Linked DNA regions of Callithrix jacchus: region 2 is linked to region 1. A link is a contact called in public Hi-C data. All regions are on one chromosome and are shown on one strand. The core of a region is the stretch at or near the end of the contact, and the rest is flanking DNA. Distances in the headings are between cores, read along the strand shown. Region 1 holds the start of CENPB (centromere protein B). Region 2 has its middle 56 kb from the start of SMOX.

Evidence for each region. A called contact is a pair of places that touch in the nucleus more often than the background predicts.
Region 2: a contact with region 1 is called in a Hi-C map of skeletal muscle, with 3 times the contacts expected there. The contact joins the enhancer-like site here to the promoter of CENPB in region 1. A contact is called at or near these places in 3 of 3 Hi-C or Micro-C datasets (induced pluripotent stem cells and skeletal muscle).

What each region holds. Positions count from the first base shown.
Region 1 is chr5:11,308,046-11,315,204 of calJac240_pri, reverse strand. It overlaps CENPB (centromere protein B), which reads left to right and starts at 4,271. Exons shown (of 1, transcript XM_008995698.4): 1 at 4,271-7,159. The coding sequence starts at 4,519. The coding sequence ends at 6,327. It overlaps SPEF1 (sperm flagellar 1), which reads left to right and starts at 5,873. Exons shown (of 7, transcript XM_035298276.3): 1 at 5,873-7,159. It also overlaps the pseudogene LOC108591632.
Region 2 is chr5:11,604,376-11,611,534 of calJac240_pri, reverse strand. No RefSeq gene overlaps it. Among named protein-coding and RNA genes, the nearest start is that of SMOX, 56 kb to the left of the region's middle. Within about 2 kb of position 2,459, at least 1 of the 16 cell types and tissues checked has an H3K27ac peak or open chromatin away from gene starts, as enhancers often do. A contact at or near this core is called in skeletal muscle, where this site is marked.

The DNA.
Region 1 (7,159 bases), core at 3,022-5,521:
CACTTGAACCTGGGAGGCGGAGGTTGCAGTAAGCCAAGATCATGCCATTGCATTCCAACCTGGGTGACGGAGCCAGACTTTGTCTCAAAATAATAATAATAATTAAAAAAAAAATAAAAATAAAGAAAAAAATTAGCTAGGCATAGTGGCTTGTAGCTGTAGTCCTAGCTTCTAGGGAGGCTGGGGTGGGTGGGAGGATCACTTGAGCCCAGGAACATGAGGCTGCAATGAGCTATGATTGCACCACTGCACTCCAGCTTGGGTGACAGACTTTGTTTCAAAATAAAGAAAAGAAGAAAGGAAGAAAAAGAAAGAAAAGGGAGGAAGGAAGGGAAGGAAGGGATGGAATGGAAGGAAGGGAAGGAAGGGATGGAATGGAAGGAAGGGAAGGAAGAAAAGGAAGGAAGGAAAATAAGAAAGAAAGAGAAAAAGGAAGGAAGGAGAGAAAAAGGATATAAAAGAGGCATAGCAAGGAGTTCTCATCCAGGTAATCTTTAGATTCATTTTTGCCTGGTGACCACACACTCCTCTTGGACCAAGCAGTGCTCTGGCCTCTATGGGGAAAAGTCTCCCACATGTTCTTCTGGACCTTGAGATTAAAAGGATATCTTTTTATTTATTTATTAATTTTTTGAGATGGAGTTTCGCTCTTGTTGCCCAGGCTGGAGTGCAATGGCAACCTCCATCTCCCAGGTTCAAGTGATTCTCCTGCCTCAGCCTCCTGAGTAGCTGGGATTACAGGCATGCACCACCACACCTGGCTAATTTTGTATTTTTAGTAGAGATGGGGTTTCATCATGTTGGTCAAGCTGGTCTTGAAATCCTGACCCCAGGGGATCTGCCCGCCTCAGCCTCCTAAAGTGCTGGGATTACAGGCGTGAGCTGCCATGCCTGGCCAAAAGGATATCTTTTATATCTCAGGGATAGGAAAGGCCTCGCTATGTAAGACACAAAATCCAAAAGCAGTAAGGAAAAAAATGGACAGATTGAAGATTAAAAACTTCTCATATCCAAAAGATTCTCTAAGCTGTTAGATAAAGTGGCAGACTAGGAGAAACCATTTGCAACATACTTCACAAGGATCTTTTCTTCAGAGCATGTAAAGAGCTCCTAAAAGTCAAGAAAAGGATACACACATGGTCAAAGGATATGACTAGAAAATTCACAGGGTTCAAATGGCCAAGAACCATGAAAACAGAAATTTGCACTAAAACAGCAGTAAGTTACACTTCCTTCCTTTGGCTTCCAGAATGCCATAGTAGCCTGGTTTTTCCCTCACTTCAGGGGCTCCTTCACTTTGAGAGTCTCTACTTGATCCCTCTCTCCCTCCCTCCCTTTTTAATTTTTTTCTTTTCTTTTTTGAGATGGAGTTTCACTCTGTGGCCCAGGCTGGAGTGCAGTGGCATGATCTTGGCTCACTGCAACCTCTGCCTCCTAGGCTCAAGCGATTCTCCTGCCTCAGCCTCTTGAATAGCTGGGACTACAGGTGAGCGCTACCACTCCTGGCTAATTTTTTGTATTTTTAGTAGAGATGGAGTTTCACAGTGGGCCAGGCTTGAACTCCTGACCTCAGGTGGTCCACCTGCCTCGGCCTCCTAAAGTGCTGGGATTACAGGTGTGAGCCACCGTGCCCAGCCTCCTTCTTGAGCCCTTAACCTTGGAGTACCCAGGGCACCATCCTTGGTCTTCTTGTCTTCTTTGTCTATACTCATCTGCGGCTTCATCCACCCCCAGGTCCTCAGCCTGTCCCCCTGGGTCACAGCCTTCCCCTCTGCTAACTGCAGGAGTTCCCTTTGGTGCTGCCTTAAGAGATTTTTTTTTTTTTTTTTTTTTTTAGACAGCATCTCGCTCAGTCTTCTAGGGTGGAGTGCAGTGGTGCAATCCTGGCTCACTGCAGCCTCCACCTCACAGGTTCAAGGGATTCTCCTGCCTCAGCCTCCTGAGTAGCTAGGATTACAGGTCTGTGCCACCACACCTGGCTAATTTTTGTATTTTTAATAGAAATGGGGTTTTACCATGGTGGTCAGGCTGGTCTTGAATACCTGACCTCGTGATCCACCCACCTCAGCCTCCCAAAGTACTGGGATTATAGGCGTGAGCCACTGCACTCAGCAGAGATTTTTTAAAACACTGATATACATTCATTGTTTTAAGAGCTTGGCATTTTTATGCTTTGGTGCGGGAGAGGGAGGCTTCAGGGATTCACACTTATGCATATACATGATGTTATTTCTGTAAGTGCAAACAATACATTTATGGCCACACGCATGGCAGAGCCCAGAAAGTGACAAACCAAGACCTTATGAATGTTTATCTATGGGTTGTGGGACTACTAGAACTTAAAAAAATGTCATTAGCGGTGAAGGTCGGTTAGTTGGTACAGAGTTCGTCTCTGCAAGCATGGTCGCCCTGGGATGGATTCCTTCTCCTCTTCCTCTGTGGTGGGTTTGGGTGCAGTGGACCCGAAGTTACAGCATTTCATCAAGGCAGAGACTCAAAAGCAGCGCTTCCAGCAGTTGGTGCACCAGATGACTGAACTTTGTTGGGAGAAGTGCATGGACAAGCCTGGGCCAAAGTTGGACAGTCGGGCTGAGGCCTGTTTTGTGAACTGCATTGAGTGCTTCATTGATACAAGCCAATTCATCTTGCATCGACTGGAACAGACCCAGAAATCCAAGCCAGTTTTCTCAGAAAGCCTTTCTGACCGATCTCAGCATTACTTACCTCTTTGGAAAAGGAAAGTAGTTCAAGAAATGAAGAGCTGTTGATGGAATGATTGAAAAAACAGCTGATTGAAGATTGACTCCCAACTTTTGTTACTCTTGGGACATCCTGTCATCTGAGAATGAACAGACAAATTTTTTTGTCTGTAGAGCTCGAAGGTCCTATGTTTGCTTGTATTTTTAATGCTAATCTTGTGAAAATAATTGACAAATTAATAGAAAACTCTATTAGACATATATTACTGTATATGGGACTATGCTTTTCTCCAAGCCCCATTAAGTGCTTCCTAAAATTTTGATAGTGGGACCACATATGTAAAAATTTCTCATTTGTGTGGAATCATTTCTGATTTCAGGGGAGATCCTTGTCTATCAGAAAGGGCAGTAGTGGGGAAGAATAATTTGGTGTCCTTATCTTGTGCTTGATTATCAATGCTGGAGAAAAAGATCTGTAAGAGTGTTTATGGAGTACACTTTTCTTGATGATCTCCCTTTCCTCTGTGGTGATTTACTTAAATATCCATATTAAGTATAGCCTCAAGGTAGGGTAGGCAGTGTGAGAGTCTAGAAGCCTTTAGTTACAAAGGAATCTAACCAGTGAACATAATTCTTGTTATTAGACTGCCACAAGGAAGAAGTTAACTTGCCCTACAAGTATATCAGGGTACAAAAAAATTCAATGATGTGCCTAAATAGTTATAAAGATTTACGCCAATCAGAATCTGACAGCAGCTTCAGGTAGAGGTGCATGCCTAATGTTAATCAGTGTAGATTCCATTTACTGCATTCTTTTGATCACTGAAATAAAAGCTATAAAAGAGTTTTTTGAAAAATGTCATTAGCACCATCAAATAGATTTACAACTGTAGTGTTGATTTACAAAAATAACCTAAGTGTGTAACAATAGGTTACATATGCTAGTGTTCATTCATAGCTGGAATGCTACGCAATCATTAAAAAGCATGCTGGCAATGATACTTACCGATATGGCCAAATTCTCACTACTTGATGCCAGGTAAAACAGCAGGAGATGCCAGATATACAGTCTACACAGTCTGATGCCAGTTTTATATAATACATTTTAAAAAAGAAAACTACATGCGCCTAGAGAAAAGACTGGAAGGAAATGCAGCAAAATGTTACCTGTGCATCTCTCCAGGTGATGTGAAAAGCGTTTTTTTAACTTCCTGAATTTTTCAGTCTCCGAAAAAAAAAAAAAGGTGGGTTATTTTTACCTTAATTAAAAAACAAAAACAAAAACAAAAAAACCCTGGTGGTTATTCTTTTAGAGCCGCAAGTCGCTGTCCACCGGGCCCAGTGGCGATGCACCGCGTCCCGCCCGCGTCGCTGCCGGGTCGCCGGAGGCCGCAGCACTGGCCGGTCCTGCAGACCGCAGCGCCCCCCAACGGCAGGTCCGGGCGGCGGGAAGCTTGTGGGCGCGGAGAGCGGGGAGGCGGCGCCGGGCGTCCCCACGCTTCCCGCGAGATCCCGCTCTGCCCGCTCCGCCCCGCTCGCCTCGCTCCCAGCTCCCAGCGCCGCGGCACTTCCTGCCTTCAGCGCCCGCGCCGCCCGCCGTCGCCTGCGCCCGCCGCCCGCCGCCCGCCGCCCGACGCCGCGCCCACCGGCGCCCCCGGAGGTGCCCCCGGCCCGGCCGGGTCGTCGCCCCGCCGCCGCGCCCGCGAGCCGCTTTGTTTCGGGCGGGGCGCGCGGGAGAGGCCGCCAGGTGCCCCCCGCCACGGGCCCGGGCCCCCCGCCCCGGGGCGGCGGCGGGCCCCGGGGCGGGGGGCGCGCCAGGATGGGCCCCAAGCGGCGACAGCTGACGTTCCGGGAGAAGTCGCGGATCATCCAGGAGGTGGAGGAGAATCCGGACCTGCGCAAGGGCGAGATCGCGCGGCGCTTCAACATCCCGCCGTCCACGTTGAGCACGATCCTGAAGAACAAGCGCGCCATCCTGGCGTCGGAGCGCAAGTACGGGGTGGCCTCCACCTGCCGCAAGACCAACAAGCTGTCCCCCTACGACAAGCTCGAGGGATTGCTCATCGCCTGGTTCCAGCAGATCCGCGCTGCCGGCCTGCCGGTCAAGGGCATCATCCTCAAGGAGAAGGCGCTGCGCATAGCCGAGGAGCTGGGCATGGACGACTTCACCGCCTCCAACGGCTGGCTGGACCGCTTCCGCCGGCGCCACGGCGTGGTGTCCTGCAGCGGCGTGGCCCGCGCCCGCTCGCGAAACGCTGCCCCCCGCACCCCGGCGGCGCCTGCCAGCCCGGCCGCGGTGCCCTCGGAGGGCAGCGGCGGGAGCACGACTGGCTGGCGCGCTCGGGAGGAGCAGCCGCCTTCGGTGGCCGAGGGCTATGCCTCGCAGGACGTGTTCAGCGCCACAGAGACCAGTCTGTGGTACGACTTCCTGCCCGACCAGGCCTCGGGGCTGTTCGGAGGAGACGGACGGCCGCGTCAAGCCACCCAGCGCCTGAGCGTGCTGCTGTGCGCCAACGCCGACGGCAGCGAAAAGCTGCCCCCGCTGGTGGCGGGCAAGTCGGCCAAGCCCCGCGCAGGCCAAGCAGGCCTGCCCTGCGACTACACCGCCAACTCCAAGGGTGGTGTCACCACCCAGGCCCTGGCCAAGTACTTGAAGGCCCTGGACACCCGAATGGCTGCAGAGTCTCGCCGGGTCCTACTGCTCGCCGGCCGCTTGGCTGCCCAGTCCTTGGACACCTCGGGCCTGCGGCATGTGCAGCTGGCCTTCTTCCCTCCGGGCACCGTGCATCCGCTGGAGAGGGGAGTGGTCCAGCAGGTGAAGGGCCACTACCGCCAGGCCATGCTGCTCAAGGCCATGGCCGCCCTAGAGGGCCAGGATCGCTCAGGCCTGCAGCTGGGTCTCACGGAGGCCTTGCACTTTGTAGCTGCCGCTTGGCAGGCAGTGGAGCCTTCGGACATAGCCGCCTGCTTTCGAGAGGCTGGCTTTGGGGGTGGCCCTAATGCCACCATCACCACTTCCCTCAAGAGTGAGGGGGAGGAAGAGGAAGAGGAGGAGGAAGAAGAAGAGGAAGAGGAGGGTGAAGGAGAGGAAGAGGAGGAGGAAGGAGAGGAGGAGGAGGAGGAAGCGGGGGAAGGAGAAGAATTGGGGGAGGAAGAGGAGGTGGAGGAGGAGGGTGATGTTGAGGACAGTGATGAAGAAGAGGAGGAAGAGGAAGAGAGCTCCTCCGAGGGCTTGGAAGCTGAGGACTGGGCCCAGGGAGTAGTGGAGGCTGGTGGCAGCTTCGGGGGTTATGGTGCCCAGGAGGAGGCCCAGTGCCCTACTTTGCATTTCCTGGAAGGTGGGGAGGACTCTGAGTCGGACAGTGAGGAAGAAGAGGATGATGAGGAAGAGGATGATGAAGACGAAGACGATGATGATGATGATGATGAGGATGGTGATGAGGTGCCTGTACCCAGTTTTGGGGAGGCCATGGCTTACTTCGCCATGGTCAAGAGGTACCTGACCTCCTTCCCCATTGATGAGCGAGTGCAGAGCCACATCCTCCACTTGGAACATGATCTGGTCCATGTGACCAGGAAGAACCATGCCAGGCAGGCAGGAGTTCGGGGTCTTGGACATCAAAGCTGAGTCACTGGACCTAGCCGTGCCCCCAACCTAGATTTGTAGCAGCACCCCAGGGCAGAGGACTCTCTGGGCACCCACTGTGCATGGAGCTAGAGTGCGGAGCCCCAGATCCTTTAGTAATGCTTCCCCTGGCCCTGCGACAGGCCTGGTCTTGGCCGGTCCCGGGGCTAAGGTCAGCCTCACTGCCTGCTTATTGCCTCTTTCTCAGAATCCTCTTTCCTCTCCATTTGGCCCTGGGCTCGGGACCAGGTGGGGTGGGTGGGGAGCTGTCCGGTGCTACCACACCGTGCCCTCAGTGGACTAACCACAGCAGCAGCCAGGAAGGGGCCCTGGAGGTTCCCTGCCGGAGAGTGCCTCTCCCCTCTGCCATCCACGACAGGTCTTAGATGGGGGGGGGACCCCAAAGCCATTCTGGGAAGGGCTCCAGAGGAAGGTCCAGCCTAGGCCCCCTGCAAGGCTGGCAGCCCCCACCCCCACCCCTGGGCCACCTCGAGAAGCACAGTTTAACTCACTGCAGGCCCCTAAGCCTGCCTCTGCCTGCTTTCCACCTCCCCAGCCCCTTTTTCTGGCCCTGTCCATGTGACTTTTGGCCCTTGGTTTTCTCTCCAGATTGGATGTTTCCAAGAGCCCCCCCCCCCCCATGGGAGTGACAATGGGCGCTTCCCTCATGGGCAGCTGCAGGCCCCATTCCTCTCCTCCCTCTCTGGCAGGGCCCCATCCTGGGCAGAGGGGCCTGGGGCTGGGCCCAGAGTCCAGCCATCCAGCTGCTCCTTTCCCAGTTTGATTTCAATAAATCTGTCCACTCCCCTTTTGTGGGGGTGAACATTTTAACAGC
Region 2 (7,159 bases), core at 1,210-3,709, 300 kb before region 1:
AAAAATAAACCCTTATTTGTTAAGTCCGCTATTAATCAGATGTTTTTGTTACTTGCAGGCAAACATTGTTAACTAATTCATAGCAATTAGAAGAGTAACAGGTAATATTTCAGACCTATTACTAAGTAATAGGTAATAATGCAGAATTACAGCAGTGAATAACACCCCTTGCATGTGGGAGGATAGATTCTACAGGAGAAAGAGGGGAAAGTTAATACACAAACAAGATAATTTCAGGTTATGGTAATCACTATGAAGAAAAAAACAAACTGAGTGGGAAATGGCTGGCCTTTTTATGAAACAATAATTAGAATGAAATGGAAAGAACTAAAAAGGAGCTAGCAAAACACACACACACACACACACCACACACACACACACACGAGAAAAGGATGTTCCAGGAGGAGGGAGTAGAAAAGTACAAGTAACTTGAAATAGAAAAGTGCTGAGCTTATCAAGAAACTGAAAGAAGGTGTGGGAACAGGGTAGGCAAGAGGGAGAGCCGGATGGTGTGAGGCTGGAGAAACAGGGAGGGTCCAGATCATGCAGGGTTTGTTGTTTGTTTGTTTGTTTTTTGAGACAGGGTCTCACTCTGTCACCCAGACTGGAGTGCAGTGACTTGATCTTGTCTCACTGCAATCTCCACCCCCTGAGCTCAAGTGATTTTCCTTCCTCAGCCTCCCAAGTAACTGGGATTACAGGCCCACACCACCACACCCGGCTAATTTTTGTGTTTTTGGTAGAGACAGGGTTTCACCATGTTGGTCAGGCTGGTCTTGAACTCCTGACTTCAAATGATCCAGCCACCTTGGCCTCCCAAAGTGCTGGGATTATAGGTGTGAGCCACCATGCCTGGCCCACAGGTCTTTGGGAGCCACGGAACATAATTTGGAGTTTACTGTATGTACAGTGGGAAACTCTTGAAAGCTTTTTAGTGTCATAGCCAAACGGTGTTGAGTGAGTGAGTTCTGGTTGCAATGCACAGTGCGGAAGCAGAAAGACCCATAGGAAGAGGTTGGAGTATATACAAGAAAGAAAATAGATAATCAAATACAAGATTGCATAGGTAAAATGAGAAGTCTGGTGCAAATTTAAGAGGCAGCAAGATCGGTGTGATTTGAGCTGGTGAAGCTCTCTTGAATGTGTAATTACACTTTAAATTCATCCATTACCTTCAGGTTGCAGGAGCTTCTCTGAGTCTCTACTTACCAAGACATGGTAGCTGGCTCGAGGCCACAGGAATCACGCACAGCATCAAGCATCCCCTTTAGCCAAGCTTCCTGGACTAGCCTTCATTATGCCAAGGCTTCCTAAGGAAGACTACCAAACATCCACATCTTAAAGCTACCAAACTCAGGGAGACTCCTTCTTTACAAAAAATTTACAAATTAGCTGGGCATGGTGGCATGTGCCTCTGGCTCCAGCTATTCGGGAGAATCGCTTGAGCCCAGGAGTTTGAGACTGCAGTGAGTCATGATTGCACCACTGCACTACAGCCTAAGAGCCCAGGCACGACCCTGTCTTAAAAAAAAAAAAAGCCGTCAAGCCCTTTGCTTGGAAAACTACCTTCAATCTCAGCAGCTACGAATTATCACCCTGATCCCTTCTCCCACCTTTCCTGAGTCCCAGTGGGCCACTTTTGGCAAAACAACCAGGCTGGGGAAAAACTCTATGGGAATCACCGCTGTTCTCAGCAGGGCCCACAAGGGGACAAAAGAGAGTCCATGGGCCTGGGACATCTTTTCTTTGGCTCCCAAGAGCAGGGAGGAAGTGGAACCCAGGGCAGGTGTGAGGCTCACTCTGGGCTTTGGTGGGTGGGTGGGGGCTTAGAGAAAGGAGGCCTGGAGAGCCTGGCAGCTGCTCCCCTTGCCCTCACCCTTGCAGCACAGTACTGTCACCCCCTCTGCTGGGCAGAAATGTGTCTAGCCTTGGCTGACCCCACAGGGACACTGGATGGAGGCAGCTCAGATAAGACTCACTTGGTGGCAAGGCAGTGGGACTTACATGTCAGTTATCCACAGGCTGCAGGCTCCCAGAGTGGGTATGACTCCCACTGGGTGAAGGACAATTCCCTAGAGAAGAGAGAAGGCCCTTGTGACCCAACAGGCGCAGCAGCTGCAGGTGCACTCTGTCCTGCTAAGGGGTCTGGGCAAGGCACCAACAGTGTCCATTTCAGTCCCCTATCAGTTTACAGCGGCTGACCCCAGCCAGCCTCTCCCCTCCTCTTTCCCGGGTAAGAACAGACACAGCCGAGGGTTTTCACAGTGGCTGGGACAGCCTGTGAAGTTCTAAGGGGTCCTGAGGCCTGGCCTCCTGCAGCTGGGATCTTCTGCCAGCTCCCCCCGCCCAGGAAAATCTCCCTTACATATTTGCCTTCTCTCGTTTCTCCCTGACGACATGGGGATTCATTCAGCCACGCTCTTCACTTGTGACTTACATCTTTTCCACCACGGGCCCAGACTAACTTTCTCCTTTTTACAGCTTTGCAAAAATCAAAGATCCCATCCCCATCACCTTACCACTTAAGCCATAAGGGGTCTGTGACTTTTAACTAAAAGAACCTTTATGACAGCAGGAATGCCACAAGCCAGATAAGATACCCACCCAGCCCCCAGTGGCTTTGGGAACCTGCTAAACACAATAAAGGTTGAGAACAATGTAATAGCCAGCATCTTCCCCATCCTAGGAATTCCTAGGAATCCTCCACTGACCGAGTCAACACAGAAATTAAATGAAAACTCAGGTCTTCAAGCCTGTAGTGATTGATGCAAGAAGGGAAGGCCAGTGAGTCTGGCCTGCCACCCTGGTGGTGGCAACAGTAGCATCCCACAGCCTGGCAATATGGTGGTGATGGCCACAGTGTCCCCAAGATGTTCTAGCAGCATGGTTTTCATAGTGGTCTTGGCCATCCAGCTGCTACCTTTGGTGCCTGTATTTCTGGGTCCAGTTTTCAAGATATTCTGTGAGCTAATCAATACGCCCTTTCCATTAGATTTTTTTTTTTTTTTTTTTTTTTTTTTTTTTTTTTGCCGTAGTCAGAGCCTGTTTCTGCTGCTTGCAACTGCGAATGGACTAATACAGTCTTTAAAGGGTATGGGCAGGGAGAAATGATGGGGTCTTTGAAGAAGCCCTGCAGGCTGCTGTGTGGCCAAGATAGCAGAGCACAGCTAGGGCAAAGGTAAGTAGACCAGCCAGACAGATCACTTAGGGCTCCTTGGGCGGTGGTAACAGAAAAAGTTGAATGGGGCCCTTTGTGGAGTGAAAATCAAATTGGCTTAGTGATACAGCAGATGCTGGAGAAGTGGAAGGAACAAGTCAGGATGTCACCTGGGTTTCTGTCTTTCGCAAATGGGTGTTGTGTTAGATCGATTGCAAAAATGGCTGCAATTCTCCACCCCTCCATTTGCAATGTGACTTAGTAATACCTCTCACCAAGAAGCAGAACTTTGCCAGGCGCTGTGGCTCACATCTGCAGTCCCAGCTACTCGGGAGGCTGAGCTGGAAGGATTGCTTGAGCCCAGGAGTTTGAGGCTGTAATGAGCTATGATTAGGCCACTGCACCCCAGTCTGGGTGACAGAGCAAGACCCTGTCTCTAAAACAAACAAACAAAAGAGTGAGAACCTTTTCCCAAACTGTTTCAAGTGAGGCTTGGACTTGAGAGTCGTTTGAACAAAGAGTTTGGCAGAAGTGACAGTATGTCAGTTCCAAGTAAAGACCTGATAAGATCTTGCATGTTTTCAGTTGCTTTCCTGAACCCCTGCAATCACTATGTGAATAAGCCTAGACTAGCCTGCTGCGTGGCCACGCTATACAAGCCAGCTTCCAGCCAACCTGGCATCTGATTGCAAAAGCCTAGACTCATGAGAAATAATAACTGGTTAATGCATTAAGCCAGTAGGTTTGGGTGGATTGTTATGCAGCAATGACTGATATACATCTATATACATGCACATATACACACCATTATACATAAAAAACCATGAGGTACACATGTGTGTATATATGTATATGTATGTATATAACATATATATCGGGTATAACACATATATCAGGTTTGTGTGCATGTGTGCATGTATATTTGTGTGTGTGTATATACAGATAGATATAAAACCATGGTGTGTGTGTATATATGTGTGTGTGTGTATGTATATATGTGTGTATGTATATGTATGTGTGTGTATATATATATATATATAAAACCATGGTGGGTGTGTGTGTGTATATGCATGTATATAACATATATATCAGATATAACATATCTATCAGGTTTGTGTGTGTGTGTGTATATATATATATATATTTGTGTATGTGTGTGTTTATATATATATATATATAAAACCATGGTGTGTGTGTGTGTGTGTGTGTGTGTGTGTGTGTAGATACCTATATATCTCCAGCTCCCAACCAAGCCCACCACCCTCTAGCTTTCTTTTTTTTTTTTTTAAAACAAGTGGGTCTCTGTGAGTGTGTGTGTATGTGTGTGTGTACATGGTGAAGCATGAAGGAGGGCAGGTGGTATCAAACTTTTATTTATTTTTTTTTTGCCAATCAGTTTGAGCTTCACCCTCTAGCTCTCAAGGGCTCCTGACTACCTGGACTTTCCACTATTCTCCTTGGCCCATAAAATTATATATCCCTGTCCCAAGGCTGGCTGCAGTACACTTGAACTTGCTCTGCCCTTTTGATACTCTCTCTCCGGCGTATCAGCTGCCCCTTAGGCCAGCCCCTGGGCTTTCTATATCTCAGAAGTCTGCTTTTATCCCTGGACCCCACATTGGTCCCTGTTCCTGGCCTTTGGGATTTGCTGTGGTTATGGTTGGGCCCTCCAACTGGGTGAGGACCCAACTGCTCCTCCCAGAAGACCAACATCCACATCCCAGCACAGAACAGGTGAGAGCCCCCATACTCCCTTGTACCCACACTCACCACCTTACTGTGTGCCCTTCTGTAGTTTCTGTGACCCGATGGTCTTCCTATGGCCTCTCTGGCAGGATCTCTTTGCTCCCCTCCAGCCCATACACAATACTGGGCCCCTGTGGAGCGCCAGGCTCTATACTAAGGACCCTGTGGGTCCTCCGAGGACAGAAACCATCTTTCCCCACCAACTCAAAGTCTCCCAGGCAGTGAAGGCTGGAGGAGCAGAGGCTGAGGACTGACCCATGACCTCTATTTTGCCTCCTGTAAATAAAAGACAGTGAGGAGGCCAACTCAGTGGGTGAAACTCTGTCAGCTGACGGATAATTGTCACATCGTAACTGTATCTTTCTTTGGCAGGCAAGACACATCTAGGCCTGGTGAAGACAGAAATCCTAGTCCCCCCTTATTTGCAGGGGATACATTCCAGACCCCCAGTGGATGCCTGAAACCGCAGATAGTACCAAACCCTACATATGCTATGTACTGTTCTATGTATCATACACCTACAATGAAGTGTAATGCATAAATTAAGGACAGTTAAGAGATGAACAACTGATAATAAAATAGAACAACTGTAACGATTGTTCTATTTTATTAGTAATCTTTACTGTTAATAATAGTTCCGTTGTGATGATGTAAAGCATCATCACTTTTGCACTCAGGAGTCATTATGAAGTAAACTAAGGGTTACGTGAACATAAGCACTGCACTCCCTCAGCAATTGATCCGATAGCCAAATAGCTAACAAGTGACTTATGAGCAGGAAGCATATGCAGCATGGATATGCTAGATACAGGGGTAATTCATGCTACGCAGCATGGCAGGAAATTTAAAATGGGATTGTTCATTTTGTTTTTTGGTTTTCTTTCTTTTTTTTTGAGACCAAGTCTCGCTCTGTCACCTAGGCTGGAGTTCAAGGATGTGATCTCGGCTCACTACAACCTCTGCCTCCCTGGTTCAAGCAATTCTCCTGTCTCAGCCTCCCAAGTAGCTGGGACTACAGGCACACACCACCAAGTCTGGCTAATTTTTGTGTTTTTAGTTGAGACGGGGTTTCACCATGTTGGTCAGGCTGGTCTTGAACTCCTGAACTGATCTGCCCACCTCGGCCTCCCAAAGCACTGGGATTACAGGTGTGAGCAACTGCACCCAGCCAAAACATGAATTGTTTATTTCTGGAATTTTTCCATTTAATATTTTCAACCTGTGATTGACTGCATCTGCCTGAAACCACAGAATGCAAAATAGCCAATAAGGGGCAGACTGTTGTAATTTTCATTTTTGTGTGTGAACCACTCCCTCCAAAATGAGTCAGATCTTCTACAGCAGGGATCCCCAGCCCCCCAGGTACCCATCCATGGGCTGTTAGAAACTGGGCCGCACAACTGAATGTGAGCTGCAAGCAAGAAAGCATTACCACCCAGCTGAGCTCTGCCTCCTGTCAGATCAGCAGTGGCTTAGATTCTCATAGGAGTGTGGACCCTATTGTGAACTGCACATGTGAGGGATCTAGGTTGCATGCTCCTTATTAGAATCTGATTGATGCCTGATGATCTGAGGTGGAACAGTTTCATCCCAAAACCACCCACTTTCCGCTATCCTGTTCACGGAAAAATTGTCTTCCGCAATACCAGTCCCTGGTGCCAAAAAGTTTAGGGACTACTGCTCTCCAGAGAATGTGCGTGGATCAGGCGAGGACGTGCTACAGTTTGAATTGTCCCCTCCAAAACTCATGTTGAAATTTAATTGCCTGGCCAGGAGCGGTGGCTCACACCTGTAATCCCAACATTTTGGGAGGCCAAGGCGGTGGATCACGAGGTCAGGAGTTCAAGACCACCCTGGCCAAGATCGTGAAACCCCCGTCTCTACTAAAAATACAAAAAATTAGATGGCATGGTGGCATGCACCTGTAATCCCAGCTACTCGGGAGGCTGACACAGAGAATTGCTTAAACTCAGGAGGCGGAGGCTGCAGTGAGCTGAGATCATGCCACTGCACTCCAGGCTGGGCAACAGAGCAAGACTCTGTCTCAAAAAAAAAAAAAAGAAAATTGCCATTGAGAGCTGGGGCCTTTAAGAGGTTGGTGAATGTTGTTATCACTCGAATGGGTTAGTTATCTCGGGAGTGGTTTCCTGATAAAAGGATGAGTTCGGCCAGTTTTCTTTCTGTCTCACACATGTGCTTCCTCACCTGTGATATCTTACACCATGGAGTAACACAGCATGTGGTCTTCATCAGTCA